4 separate regions of the Mus musculus genome follow, and all the other regions are linked to region 3. The links are chromatin contacts, called in public HiChIP or PLAC-seq maps. All regions are on one chromosome and are shown on one strand. Each heading gives the region's core, a stretch centred on a gene start, on an enhancer-like site or on the middle of the called end of the contact. The rest is flanking DNA. Distances are from core to core; before and after follow the strand shown. Region 1 overlaps Ntn1 (netrin 1). Region 2 holds the start of Ntn1 (netrin 1). Region 3 overlaps Ntn1 (netrin 1). Region 4 overlaps Stx8 (syntaxin 8).

What was found. HiChIP or PLAC-seq counts read pairs in DNA pulled down with a chosen protein or histone mark.
Region 1: a contact with region 3 is called in an H3K27ac HiChIP or PLAC-seq map of heart atrium, with 6 read pairs. The contact joins two enhancer-like sites. A contact is called at or near these places in 1 of 39 promoter capture datasets (liver), 3 of 484 Hi-C or Micro-C datasets (the N1E-115 cell line, trophoblast stem cells and uterus) and 3 of 115 datasets of contacts at active chromatin or transcription factors (embryonic stem cells and heart atrium).
Region 2: an H3K27ac HiChIP or PLAC-seq map of heart atrium shows a contact between it and region 3, with 10 times the contacts expected there. The contact joins the promoter of Ntn1 here to the enhancer-like site in region 3. A contact is called at or near these places in 20 of 39 promoter capture datasets (the 3T3-L1 cell line, 3T3-L1-derived adipocytes, the C10 cell line and 14 more), 26 of 484 Hi-C or Micro-C datasets (the CH12 cell line, Sertoli cells, cerebral cortex and 16 more), 27 of 115 datasets of contacts at active chromatin or transcription factors (bone marrow-derived macrophages, craniofacial prominence, differentiating embryonic stem cells and 18 more) and 5 of 9 other capture datasets (adipose tissue, embryonic stem cells, liver and 2 more).
Region 4: a contact with region 3 is called in a FOXA1 HiChIP or PLAC-seq map of pancreatic cancer cells. The contact joins two enhancer-like sites. A contact is called at or near these places in 2 of 39 promoter capture datasets (the 3T3-L1 cell line and embryonic stem cells), 1 of 15 datasets of contacts at CTCF or cohesin (pro-B cells), 10 of 484 Hi-C or Micro-C datasets (the HL-1 cell line, the N1E-115 cell line, double positive thymocytes and 2 more), 2 of 115 datasets of contacts at active chromatin or transcription factors (heart atrium and pancreatic cancer cells) and 1 of 9 other capture datasets (embryonic stem cells).

Annotation. Positions count from the first base shown.
Region 1 is chr11:68,339,903-68,342,630 of GRCm38.p6, reverse strand. All of the region lies in intron 2 of Ntn1 (netrin 1), which reads left to right. Among named protein-coding and RNA genes, the nearest start is that of Ntn1, 46 kb to the left of the region's middle. Within about 2 kb of position 1,335, at least 45 of the 459 cell types and tissues checked have an H3K27ac peak or open chromatin away from gene starts, as enhancers often do. A contact at or near this core is called in heart atrium and uterus, where this site is marked.
Region 2 is chr11:68,385,549-68,388,271 of GRCm38.p6, reverse strand. Ntn1 (netrin 1) reads left to right here and starts at 1,446. Exons shown (of 7, transcript NM_008744.2): 1 at 1,446-1,662; 2 at 2,088-2,723. The coding sequence starts at 2,152.
Region 3 is chr11:68,211,043-68,214,072 of GRCm38.p6, reverse strand. Ntn1 (netrin 1) reads left to right here. Exons shown (of 7, transcript NM_008744.2): 7 at 739-3,030. The coding sequence ends at 1,067. Among named protein-coding and RNA genes, the nearest start is that of Mir6406, 8.3 kb to the left of the region's middle. Within about 2 kb of position 1,647, at least 59 of the 459 cell types and tissues checked have an H3K27ac peak or open chromatin away from gene starts, as enhancers often do. A contact at or near this core is called in cerebral cortex, double positive thymocytes, embryonic limb bud and 6 more, where this site is marked.
Region 4 is chr11:68,070,867-68,073,655 of GRCm38.p6, reverse strand. All of the region lies in intron 6 of Stx8 (syntaxin 8), which reads right to left. Among named protein-coding and RNA genes, the nearest start is that of Stx8, 110 kb to the right of the region's middle. Within about 2 kb of position 1,290, at least 21 of the 459 cell types and tissues checked have an H3K27ac peak or open chromatin away from gene starts, as enhancers often do. A contact at or near this core is called in pancreatic cancer cells, where this site is marked.

The DNA of each region.
Region 1 (2,728 bases), core at 86-2,585, 130 kb before region 3:
CACGTGGTGTTTCCCTGCGCTTTAGAAATGGATTGAAGTCACGTTCAGGGCCCAATCTCTCCGGGATGCCTGAGACACTCCTCTAAGTCCCACGTGAAGTGGATGCTGAGTGGGCACTGGGGTTTGACCAAAGGAAGAGGGCACGAGAAGTGGCCTTCTGTAGCACCACAGTACCCACATGTTCTAGATCCCTGCAGGGGCAGGAGAAGCTGCAAGACTTGAGGAAGTCTAAGGAAACAGGCAGGCCTGAGAGCGTGGGGAGGAGTCTGGGCTAGCAAAGGGCTTTGACCTTCTTGTAGCCCAGGGCTGACAAGATGCATCTGAGGCCAGGACTTCATGGGGAGCACTTTCCCCTGGAAGCCATCATTTTCTTGGGGTCCCCACATGGTCCCTCACCCCAGCTTTCTAGCTTCATGCCAGCACCCGCCCTGGTGGCCGTGGGGCCTGGGTTATTTGCTGTTTTTTCAAGTGTACACCACACCCTTGAACTGTCTGCCAAGGAGGCGCATTGTTCGTGAGAATTCCTCCCAGGCTCCAGCTAACCCTTAGATGCACTATTCTGGGCTTAGGGTCCTGAATTACTTGTCTTTCTTTCTTTCCCCTTTTCCTTTCTTCCTTTTAAAGTCTTCCCAAACACCCCCCTCCCGTATTCTTGCCTTCGCCTAACCTAGTCTTCTTACCAAGTTTCATCTTATTGTCTAAAAAGCTTGGAGAGATGGGCGGGGCTGCAGGAACTGAGCTATAATCAAAGAGGCCCCTTGACCTGGTCTGCACAGCCACTCTTACTCCTGGCCCTGGAGAGGAGGCACGGAGACCCCTGAGCTATGAGGAAGGAGTATGGGCAGGTCCCCTGGTGGCTGTGTGTATATATGCGCAGCTGATGGGAGGTGACTGGGGGGCGCAATGGTGTGGAAGAGGGCATAGAACGTAGGCTGAAGAATGAAAACCAGTATTTCCCTCAGAACAGAGCAGATTAACCTGTAGAATAGAAGTCTTGCCAAACCCAACTTCCTTGTTCCCAGAAACCTTGGCACAGGGGCCCCCCTCTCTGGCAGAGGCCCATCCTCATCAGAGGAACCAGCAAGGCAGCTGCTGTGAGTTTCTTTCGCCTGTCTTTTCTGGCAACCCCAAATGCTTACTTTTTTCCTTCCCTTTTCCTTCCCCACCCTCCTGTAGCAGGGAGTTGGTTCTGGTTAATGTTGAAGATCATAACATGATTACCCTAAAGTCTCATGAAATTAAATCACTTTTCTTCAAAGAGAAAGGGCTTGGGGAGGGGACTGGCTGGCTGGTAGGCCAGTGAGGGGCGAGCGGATATTGAAAGCAGGCTGGCAGCTGCCTGGAGCTCTGCTTAGCGGAGGCCAACAGAACCAGGGCAGCCACACATGGGGGCCGTGTTTGCCAGCAGTGGCTCTGAGGCCTTGGGTTGCCCACCTGTGCCCTAGGCACCTGTCTCCTGAGTGCAGGGTCTTGGGGGGTGGGAGGTGAGAAGCAGAGTTGGAAGTGACAGCGGGAAGGAAAAGACTCAGGGAGATGAACCTGAAGGATGAGTCACGGGGGTGTGTGTGGAGGGGAGTGGGGGGGGGGGGAAGGAAAGCAACTCTAAATAAATACCCTAGAGAGTTCTTTATCAGCAGCTGCCCTGGGAATTCATAGGGCCACAGAATGTATCTAAGGACAGCTCTCCTACCAGAAAAGCCTGCGATTGAACCTTAGCCCTTATAGGCAAAGCACTGCTTGCAGAGGTAGGCTGGGGCAGGCATGTTCCCTTTATCATCAGATGTCCTGGATTTATGATATGTTACAGGTTAAGAGAACCCTGTAGGTCATCCAACATCAGATGTCTCACAAAGTATATTAGTCTCCTGTGTACTTAGCCCCTCAAAGAATACCCAGCTTCCATTCCATGCCTTCTGGGTATGAGTTCTCTCAAAGTCCTTCTGACTGTCCTTCTTGGAGAGACTCTGGGACTTATACCCATTAATCCAGGTTTTACCTCTTGGAGACAGGAAACAGTGGCCTGGCTTGGGCAATGACTGGTTTGGAAAGCGCTGGCTGTGGGTGTGGCTTTGTCTTTGACATGTGGGCATCCTGTGGAGGTTCTCACAATGAGTACACTGGGTCTGACATCTCTTTGAGTCTTTCCCGCCCCCTTTCTGGGCTAGTATTTCAAAGGGAACATAAAGAGTGATTTCAAGACAAGACCAAAAAGATATTTTATTCTATTACTGTTGACCCGCAGCACCCTGAGCTCTTGTGGGGCTAGTGCGCATCTCAGGAGGCTCGGACTGGATGGATCTGTGAGTCAAGATGAAGTAGCAAGTAAAAATTGCTGCTAGCACAAGCCAGTGCTCCCACTAGCACAAGCCAGTGCTCCCGACACAGGCAGTGGGGTGAAGGTCCACCCGAGAAAGCTGTGGGGTTGGTCACTTGAGTTAGAAAGCTAGTGGTCACTGCAAGGAGACTTGACATCGGCGGGGTGGCTTGCTATGAAAAGTTCAGCGAGTGCATATTTCTGAGGGTTTAGGGATGGGATGTGGCCAGCTCCGGTTGGAGCTCAGCGCCGTGACTCATTCTCACCAAGGGTCACCGAGCATCTTTCTGCGCTTGGCCTTGGGCTGAACTCCTCACCTGGCCAGCCTTCTCGAAACTGTGTGTCATTCTTTGCGAAGGCAGAGCCTTGGAGCCTGTGAGTGAGTGTGCGCATCAGTGGAAACTCAAACAACTC
Region 2 (2,723 bases), core at 197-2,696, 170 kb before region 3:
GTAACTAGTTTCAAGCTCGCAGCTGGATAGATTCTCACCTCTGAACTCTGGCTGTAGCTGCAAGACAGCCAAAGGTTACCATTCTTGTTCACAGTCCTTTTGTTAAGGCAACAGAGAACCAGGCCAGAGGCTGGGTGGCCCGAGGACACCCCAGGAGACTGTAATTGCGCGAGGTTATCCATTAGACAAACGTGGTGAGAGAGCTCATGTTTCTTTGAGATGGGGTATGTTCCCCATGCTGGCCTTGAACTCCTGGGCTTAAGATAGCTCTCAAGCCTTCGGCCTCCAGAGTAGCTGAAGTGGCAAAAGCACACCACCCACAGGAGAACACCACTGCCTCAGGCCAGGAGCCCAGATTACTGTATCCAAATTATATATATATACACACACATACATACACACACACACACACACACACACACACACACACACACACACACATATAAGTAGCCAGAAATTTGGGAAAGTTATCCCTAGCCTCTGAAGCCTCCACACCCTTAGTTGAAGAGTAGAGTCAATTGGTACTATGCAAAGCTATTGTGGGAATCTCCCTAGGGATATTAAAAAAAAAAAAGGATCTAGGAGCTGCCAAGTCAGCTTCAGGGGACCCTGGGAGAACTGAACTGGCCCCATCTCTGAAGTTCAGGATAGACCTGAGTAGGCCACTATCCAGGTGCGTCCGAGCTTCTTGGCCTTTAGCCTCGAATCACCACAGCTTCCAGGCCTAAAAGAAAATTGGCAGTGACAACTCTGTGAGGTTTAGGCGCTGCCTCTTGTTGCCCCCCACCCCATCCCCTAGAGCCTAGGGGCAGAAAGTTCACATCCCTTTCCAGTTCCCCTTCCTCACGCCTCTGGGGCCGAGTGCCCATAGGGGCAAGGCCCTGAGCGTAGTGCCACCGGGGCCACCAGTCTGGGTTGGAGGAAGGCTGGACCTCTGCGAAGAAAAGAAAACAAACACAGATGTGTTTGGCTGGGACCGGGAGGGAGAAAGCCGTTCTCGCCCCCACCCCACCCCCACAGGGTGCGCGCCGGCCCTGCCCCCTCTCCGGGGTTTCCCCGGGCGCTCCTCTTGCTTTCTCTTTGTCTCTGCTGTTCTTTCTCCGGCTCCCAGGTTCCCACCCGCTCGCTCTCGCCCTCTGGAGCATCCCGGGCCCGTTGGCTTTAACTTTCTTCTTCCCGGGGTTAAAACTTTGCTCGTGAGCGGGCGGCTGCTTGCCGACGTTACTGGCCGGCGCCCCGCCCGGCGGCCCCGCCTCCGCGCTCCCCTCCGCCCCCCACTCCTAGCGCGAGTGGTGGCGGCGGCGGCAGCGGCAGCGGCAGCGGCGGGCGGCGGCAGAGCCTTCGGGGGCGTGCGTGCGTGTGTGAGTGCGCGCCAGCGAGCGTGAGTGTGTGTGTGTGTGTGCGCCCCGGGCGGGCAGGGCAGCACTCGGACCGCGGCGGGAGTCGGCGGCCGCGTCGTCACTCGGGAGGAAGAGGCGGCGGCGGTGGCGGCCGGGGCCGGGGCTGGGGCAGCGGCGGCCGCGCCGGGCATGGAGCTGGCAAGCCCGCGTTGAGACAGGACGCTCTTGCTAGCCGCCAGCGAGAGGCTCTCTGCAGTCCGGCGCGCGGGCTCCCCGGCTTGGGCCAGGCAAACTTTTCTTTCTCTTTTGCCATCACTTAGAGGTAAAGTCTCCTACGCGGAATCCCCAGCGGGGACGCGATTGGGGAGGGGGCATTTATAAAGGAAGGACCCCAGGTGGCAAGAGAAAAGGACGCTGAGCCCGTGCGTGGTTGGGGGATCTGGAGCCCTGCTGCGCCTGAGGCTTAAGGGAGCAAGGAGAATGGGCATAGCTGCGGATGGGCAGATGGGCGCGGGCTTGCTCTTCGGTTGGCCGGGAGGCTGGGGAAGCCGGGAGGAAGGGGCGCGGGCGGTTCAGGTTTGGAAGCCCCTGCGCTCGGGGTCCCCCGGACTTTGGGGGAGGGAAGTGGGCAGTCTCGGGGTTGGTACCCCGGGGAGCGGGGCACTTGCCCGCCACTCCACCGAGGGCTGTTGGGCGCGGGGCGGGCTGGCTGCTGGCTGGCTGAGCGCGGCTCCCCTCTCTCCGCAGGCGCCTGGTGCGGCGGGCGAACCGACTCCTTGGCGCGGCGGGGCCGGGGCAAGCTGGCCACAGCATGATGCGCGCTGTGTGGGAGGCGCTGGCGGCGCTGGCGGCGGTGGCGTGCCTGGTGGGCGCGGTGCGCGGCGGGCCCGGGCTTAGCATGTTCGCCGGCCAGGCGGCGCAGCCTGATCCTTGCTCGGATGAGAATGGACACCCGCGCCGCTGCATCCCGGACTTTGTCAACGCGGCCTTCGGCAAGGACGTGCGCGTGTCCAGCACCTGCGGCCGGCCCCCGGCGCGCTACTGCGTGGTGAGCGAGCGTGGTGAAGAGCGGCTGCGCTCCTGTCACCTCTGCAACTCTTCGGATCCCAAGAAAGCGCACCCGCCCGCCTTCCTCACCGACCTCAATAACCCGCACAACCTGACGTGCTGGCAGTCCGAGAACTACCTGCAGTTCCCGCACAACGTGACGCTCACTCTGTCGCTCGGCAAGAAGTTTGAGGTGACCTATGTGAGCCTGCAATTCTGCTCGCCGCGGCCAGAGTCCATGGCCATCTACAAGTCCATGGACTACGGGCGCACGTGGGTGCCCTTCCAGTTCTATTCCACGCAGTGCCGCAAAATGTACAACCGGCCGCACCGCGC
Region 3 (3,030 bases), core at 398-2,897:
AGAAGCTCTCCAGGGACCTCTGGCGCAGTCTGGTTTGAGAACCCCTGTAGAAGAAGACTGGGGGTGGGGGGAGGGAGTGGGACAGTGCTGAACCTGAGAGGCTCCAAGGGAGCTAGCAGCCTGGCAGGGAGTATTTTTGAGGACCCTGGCTGACCCTGGAAAAGCACTCTGGCCATGTGAGTGGCAGACTCTCTTGATGCTGCGTACTAAAATTCCCTGATGGGCTGTTTCAATTTCATTGAAGTCAGGATGATTTTGGGGGACAGGTGCCATCCTAAGGCTTGGGGTGAAGTGGCTGGAGCCTTTGGAAGTCTAGGCATGTGAGGTGCTCCTCATTTCCAGAGGAGTCAGCCCTGCTGTCATCAAAGCCACCTGCCCTCAGGGGCAAGCAGACTATCTAGAGAGCTAGGGGCATGCTTAATCCATCTACCCCGCTTCCCTGGAGTCTCCCTTATGGATCTCAACATGTTCCAAGAGGCAGTGTTGGGCGGGGGGCACCTTCAACAAAGGCAGGAGCAACACTTCTTGGGATAGGGGCTTTGGCCCAGGTATTAGCTCAGGTTCTGGGATGAGCTTAGCTCACCCATTGCCCGTGGGGAGCCCTTTGCAGTCACTTTCCAGATCCCACTCCAGGTTCTTGTAGGACATCGTGCAGGTCGGGCCCATCCCATCCCAGGACCTGGGCACCTGGCTGCACTTCCCAGCCATGGCCCACACCACTTGTTTGCTTCCTCACAGCTGTCCAGATCCACATCCTGAAGGCCGACAAAGCAGGGGACTGGTGGAAGTTCACCGTGAACATCATCTCCGTGTACAAGCAGGGCACAAGTCGTATTCGCCGTGGTGACCAGAGTTTGTGGATCCGCTCACGAGACATCGCCTGCAAGTGTCCCAAAATCAAGCCCCTCAAGAAGTACTTGCTGTTGGGTAATGCCGAGGACTCACCTGACCAGAGTGGCATCGTGGCAGACAAGAGCAGCCTGGTGATCCAGTGGCGGGACACATGGGCACGGCGGCTGCGCAAGTTCCAGCAACGGGAGAAGAAGGGCAAGTGCAAGAAGGCCTAGCGCGGAGGTGGCGCGGGCTCCAGGAGGGCGGGCAGGGCGCTGGCAAAGGCTGGCAGCCTTGGACTTGGCCGTCAGGGGTTTTTTTGGGAGGGTGGGGGCGGGGCGAAGTCGAAGTGGGGCGGGGCCCTCAGCGGCTCCGCCCCAGCCCCACCCTCACACCCCTGGCTGCGCTCTTATGCGCATGGCAGAAAGCACCCTGTATTGACAGGCCAGGCCCTGGAGAAATGAGGACAAGACATAGCTACCTCACGGCGCTCCTTCCAGAACAGAGATGCGCTTCCCTAGGGCTAGGTGGGGGTCGCCGTGGAGGGGTTAGGGAGGTCCTGAGAGGCGGGAACAGAATGGCACAGTGGTCTACAGTCGCTGTGTTTGATGGTTATTGAAGGGGGATGTAAGAACTGTGAATTTTTGGGCCTGCAGCCTGGGCAGGGGCAACCAATCCACCACCAGACACTAGTCACGCCCCCCTCCTTTCTCCATCACCCGCTGTCTAGGAATTCCCACAGGACTCCAGACTCTGACAACAGGTCCCTATGTTAGAGGGCCCGATGACACTGGGATCAGCCAGCTTTGGTCTCCACTGCCACCTGCTGGGCTGGTCTCCTGGGTGGAGTTCACCATCTGTAGGGAGGGGAGAGTTCTCCTGGGGCCTGCTCTACTCCAGTGGGGCTGGCCCAGGCTCCTGGCCCATCAGAGGGCCTAGGGCCTAAGGACCCTGAAGTCAAGCCGGGTGGTCACTGCCTCTGCTGGAGCTGCCTGTGGAAGGAGGCATTGCAAACCAAAACCTCCCAGAGAGTTTCCTTGCTGGAAACTTGGAAACAGCCCTTTTTATGACATTTTCCAGGGGAGGGGGAGGGGTACTGGCGGGGGTTTAGGGCAGTGACACTATTTGTGTAATGACATCAGCTCCCACAAGGCCTCACAGCAATGTCAACAGCTGGAGAGGGCCTGGTTAAGTCTGGAATGCCAGCGGCTGTCTAGGCAGTTTGAACCAGGCTTGGGGGAAGGGGCTTGCCTGAGTCAGGGTAGGGTCGCTGCTCAGCAAGGTGCCTGGCGTCCAAGCTGGAGGGCAAGGCCAGGAATGGTCAGGTTCTTGGGGTCCAAGCATTCTGTGACTGCTTCCTGCTGCCGCCCTCACTGCTGGCTCCCCAGAAAAGGGACATAGACTCCTTGGTTAAGAAACCCACTCTAGCTCCCAGCTGTCTTGGTCTAGCCTGGGCAGTCTGGTCTATTCCTTTCTGGCTGCCTTCTTTGTGGAGGTCCCCAGGCCCTCCTGTATGCCTAGCTCTCTTTTCTCTTAGAGACTTAATGTCCTCACGCAGGCAGCTCCAAGCTTCCCTTCTGGTTGCTTCCCAGGCCCCTTTAGCCTTTCCCTGCCTCCCTGTACTCGGGCCTCTAGCCTCGCGCCCCGCACACTGGATGAGAGGCCTGGCCCTCTCAGTCAGGAAATTGGTTTCATTTCTCCTGCCCACTTGGCTGCCCTGAAGGGCCATATGAGGGATGAAGCTCAGCCCCTCAGTGACACGGCTCCCTCTGCTTCTCCACTTCTGCCCACATCACCACTGCCACTTACTGAGCACCCTCTTGGTGCCAGGCACTTTACCCATATGCTCCTGGCCTGTTTTCACCACAAACCTGCGAGGCAGGGATTCACTCTTGTCTTCGTGTTCACCAGTAAAAAGACATGTCCACGTGCCCAAGGTCACACCAGCACCGGTACTCAGACTCTGACCTCACCACAGTTGCACATCAGCAGTTAGCCCTCTTGACACTCCCACAGTAGGCGAGGGTTGGGTGGGATAGTGGTTACCACTGAGACCCAGGCAGCTTGTCTCTAGAGAACTCTGAGGATATGAGCCTGGAGTATGGTCTGGGACAGACCCAGCAACACCTCCTGAGGAGGCATCGGGAGTGGCGGGGAATGAGGAATGGACTCCCTAGTGGAAAGCCGCAAGATCCAGGA
Region 4 (2,789 bases), core at 41-2,540, 140 kb after region 3:
GTTTATGCTTCAATTCAACAAAGGAAATTTTAGCATATTACTCTTGAACCTCTAAAGCAAACAAGCTCCATGGATAGGATATACTTTGTTACAACCCCCCTTAAAGTGCTTAAAAACATTTTAATCCTGAAATCCAGCATGTAAAGGGAAACCCAAAAGATCTACATATACAGTTTAACAAAACAGTTACAAAGTGAAGACTGTGCAACTATCACACGCTGGCCCAACTTGGCAGCACCATACTGGACTCAGCCTCGTAAAACTCTACACTCATTCAGCCAATAAGCAATCAACAAACATCTGCAATATGCCAGGCAGCGTGTTAGATGCACATTTGGACACTTGGCCAGTATTACTTACTAGCATGTTTGCTCAAATCACAGCTACCACAGAGTTCCTGATTGTCACTTATCTCAGTTTCAATGCAAATAAATACACAACTTATCATATGGACAAGGAACATTTTGCTCCAATAAATCTATCTGGGAGGCTTGAACTCAAGGGATATTTAAGAATATATCACTGTGGAAAGAACCACAAGAAAGGGCTTGATGGCCAGTACCACTCAGATGTGAACTTTTCTCTCTGACCTACACGAACAGTGACTGATTAACCCTTGAGGTTAGGCCTCTTCCTCCACAACAAAGGCCTCTCCACGCGGGAGCTGCTTACAACTTTCCCAAGCACCTTGCAGAGAGCTTTATTTATCACGCCAGGATTAGATCTGAAAAAAGCATTTGTTCCACTATAAAGACAGCAGAAATCCCTGGTTAGAAGACTAATGTTCTTTTAACCCGAAGAAAAACCGAACCCATGGCTCTGCCCGAAGAGAAATAGTTTTGCCTTATTAATCACTAAGTTCTCAAGTCAACTCAGTGTGTGAGAGCCTCAGAAGCAATTCAGCTGTTTCCACATCGGAAAGTTCCAACAGCACATAGTCCAGGATAATGTTAAAACAATACACACGGCAGCACCGCTTCCTTACTAGGCTCCATTTCGCTGGGAAAGGGGGAAATTTAAGCCAAAGGATAATTTACATGAAGAGTCTACAAAGGAGGATGTATGAGATGAGTCACTAGAATGTGGACAGAAAACCTCTTCTAAATTCTTTTAGGATCCATGCAATACACAGAGCAATAGTGTATATAACTTTATAAGAGCAATTATAAAGAATGATCTAGAACTTCACTCACAAATACTTTTGTTTTTATTGGTGCTGGTGATTAAAGTCAGGGCCTTGTGTGTGGCACGAACAGATACTATCACTGAGTCACACCTTTGGCCACATCTCAAGATTATTACTAATGGGATGTGTGACTTAACTATCCTAAGGGGATCTGGGAGCCTCGTAATTGTAAGCTCCTGAGTTTCTAATCTCAGCACTGGGAAACAGGAGAGGGAAGAAGGGAGGGAAGAGGAAGAGGAGGAAAAGTTGGCAGCTAATGCATTAAGAGTGGTGAAGGTTATCTATGAAAGAATACACACACACACATACACACACACACACACACACACACACACACACACACACACACGAGTCTAAAAGGTAAATATCTTTGTCATTATTCAAGCAAGTGTGAGAGTCCTAAAGTCAACAGAGAGTGCTGAGCCAACCTCAGCTGAAAAGCCTGTGAATGCTTAGAAGCCTTGGTGCTCTTCTCCCTCACGGCCACTTCCCCGCCAGCTTGCCCTCTCATTCTATTAAGAGAGTCTCTCCATTTGGAACTGTGCCCAATCCTTTTTAAGGGGAAAATTTAAATGCACATACAAAAGTAACGGTAGGGGTAGGTGGAAAAGACCGCAATCCCATCCACCTTACAGGGTAAGGCAGGGTCGGCGCCTCCTCCACAGTGAAGAGGCTTGCTTAGATTACTGGGATAGTTTCCAGGCTAACTGCTCTCCCACTCCAAGACTTCTCATCTGCTCAGTCTTCATCCCCACCTATCCTATCCCCAATCACTATCAAAATTATCTTTCACATTGTAGTAGGGCTGGTAAACTGCCTACAGAGCAAATCTGTCTATCCCCTCTTCTCTCACTATAAATAAAGCTTTATACACTACATTAGAATGCACCTGCATTCACTTATTTACATATCAACTATGGCTGCTTTGCCACACCTTATAATGTGAATTGTTCTTTTTTATCTTTTATTGAAGTCAAGTCAATACTACATAGAAGTAGTACTTTAAACAATTCAGGAGCATTTAGTACATTCATAGTAGTGATCAAATACTAGGTCTAGTTTCAGTCTCTTTACCCCCAAAGCAGTTCAGACCCACTGCCCTTTCTTCCAGTTCACACCCACTGCCCTTTCTTCCAGTTCACACCCACTGCCCTTTCTTCCAGTTCACACCCACTGTCCTTTCTTCTAGTTTATACCCACTGCCTTTTCTTTCAATTCACACCCACTGTCCTTTCTTCCAGTTCACATCCACTGCCTTTTCCTTCAGTTCCTGGGGATCGCCAATCTAGAGTTTTACAGCTATGCATTTACCTATTACAGATATTTCAAGTCAATGGGATTATACAACATGTGAAAGACAGTGTCTGGCTTCTTCTACCAAGTACAATGTTTTCATGTTCTTCTACATTGTAGAATATGCCAGCAGCTATTCCTTCCATCAGCTGAATAAATACTTCATGGTGTGGAGGAACCACATTCTGTTTATAGACAACTATGTCTACTTTGACACAACTGCAATGGCCACAGATGTGCCAGAGAGCATATGGCTGGTCCTGTCCTGTTGGCTCTGACCCTTAGCCAGAGAGTTTGCTGACCCCTAAAC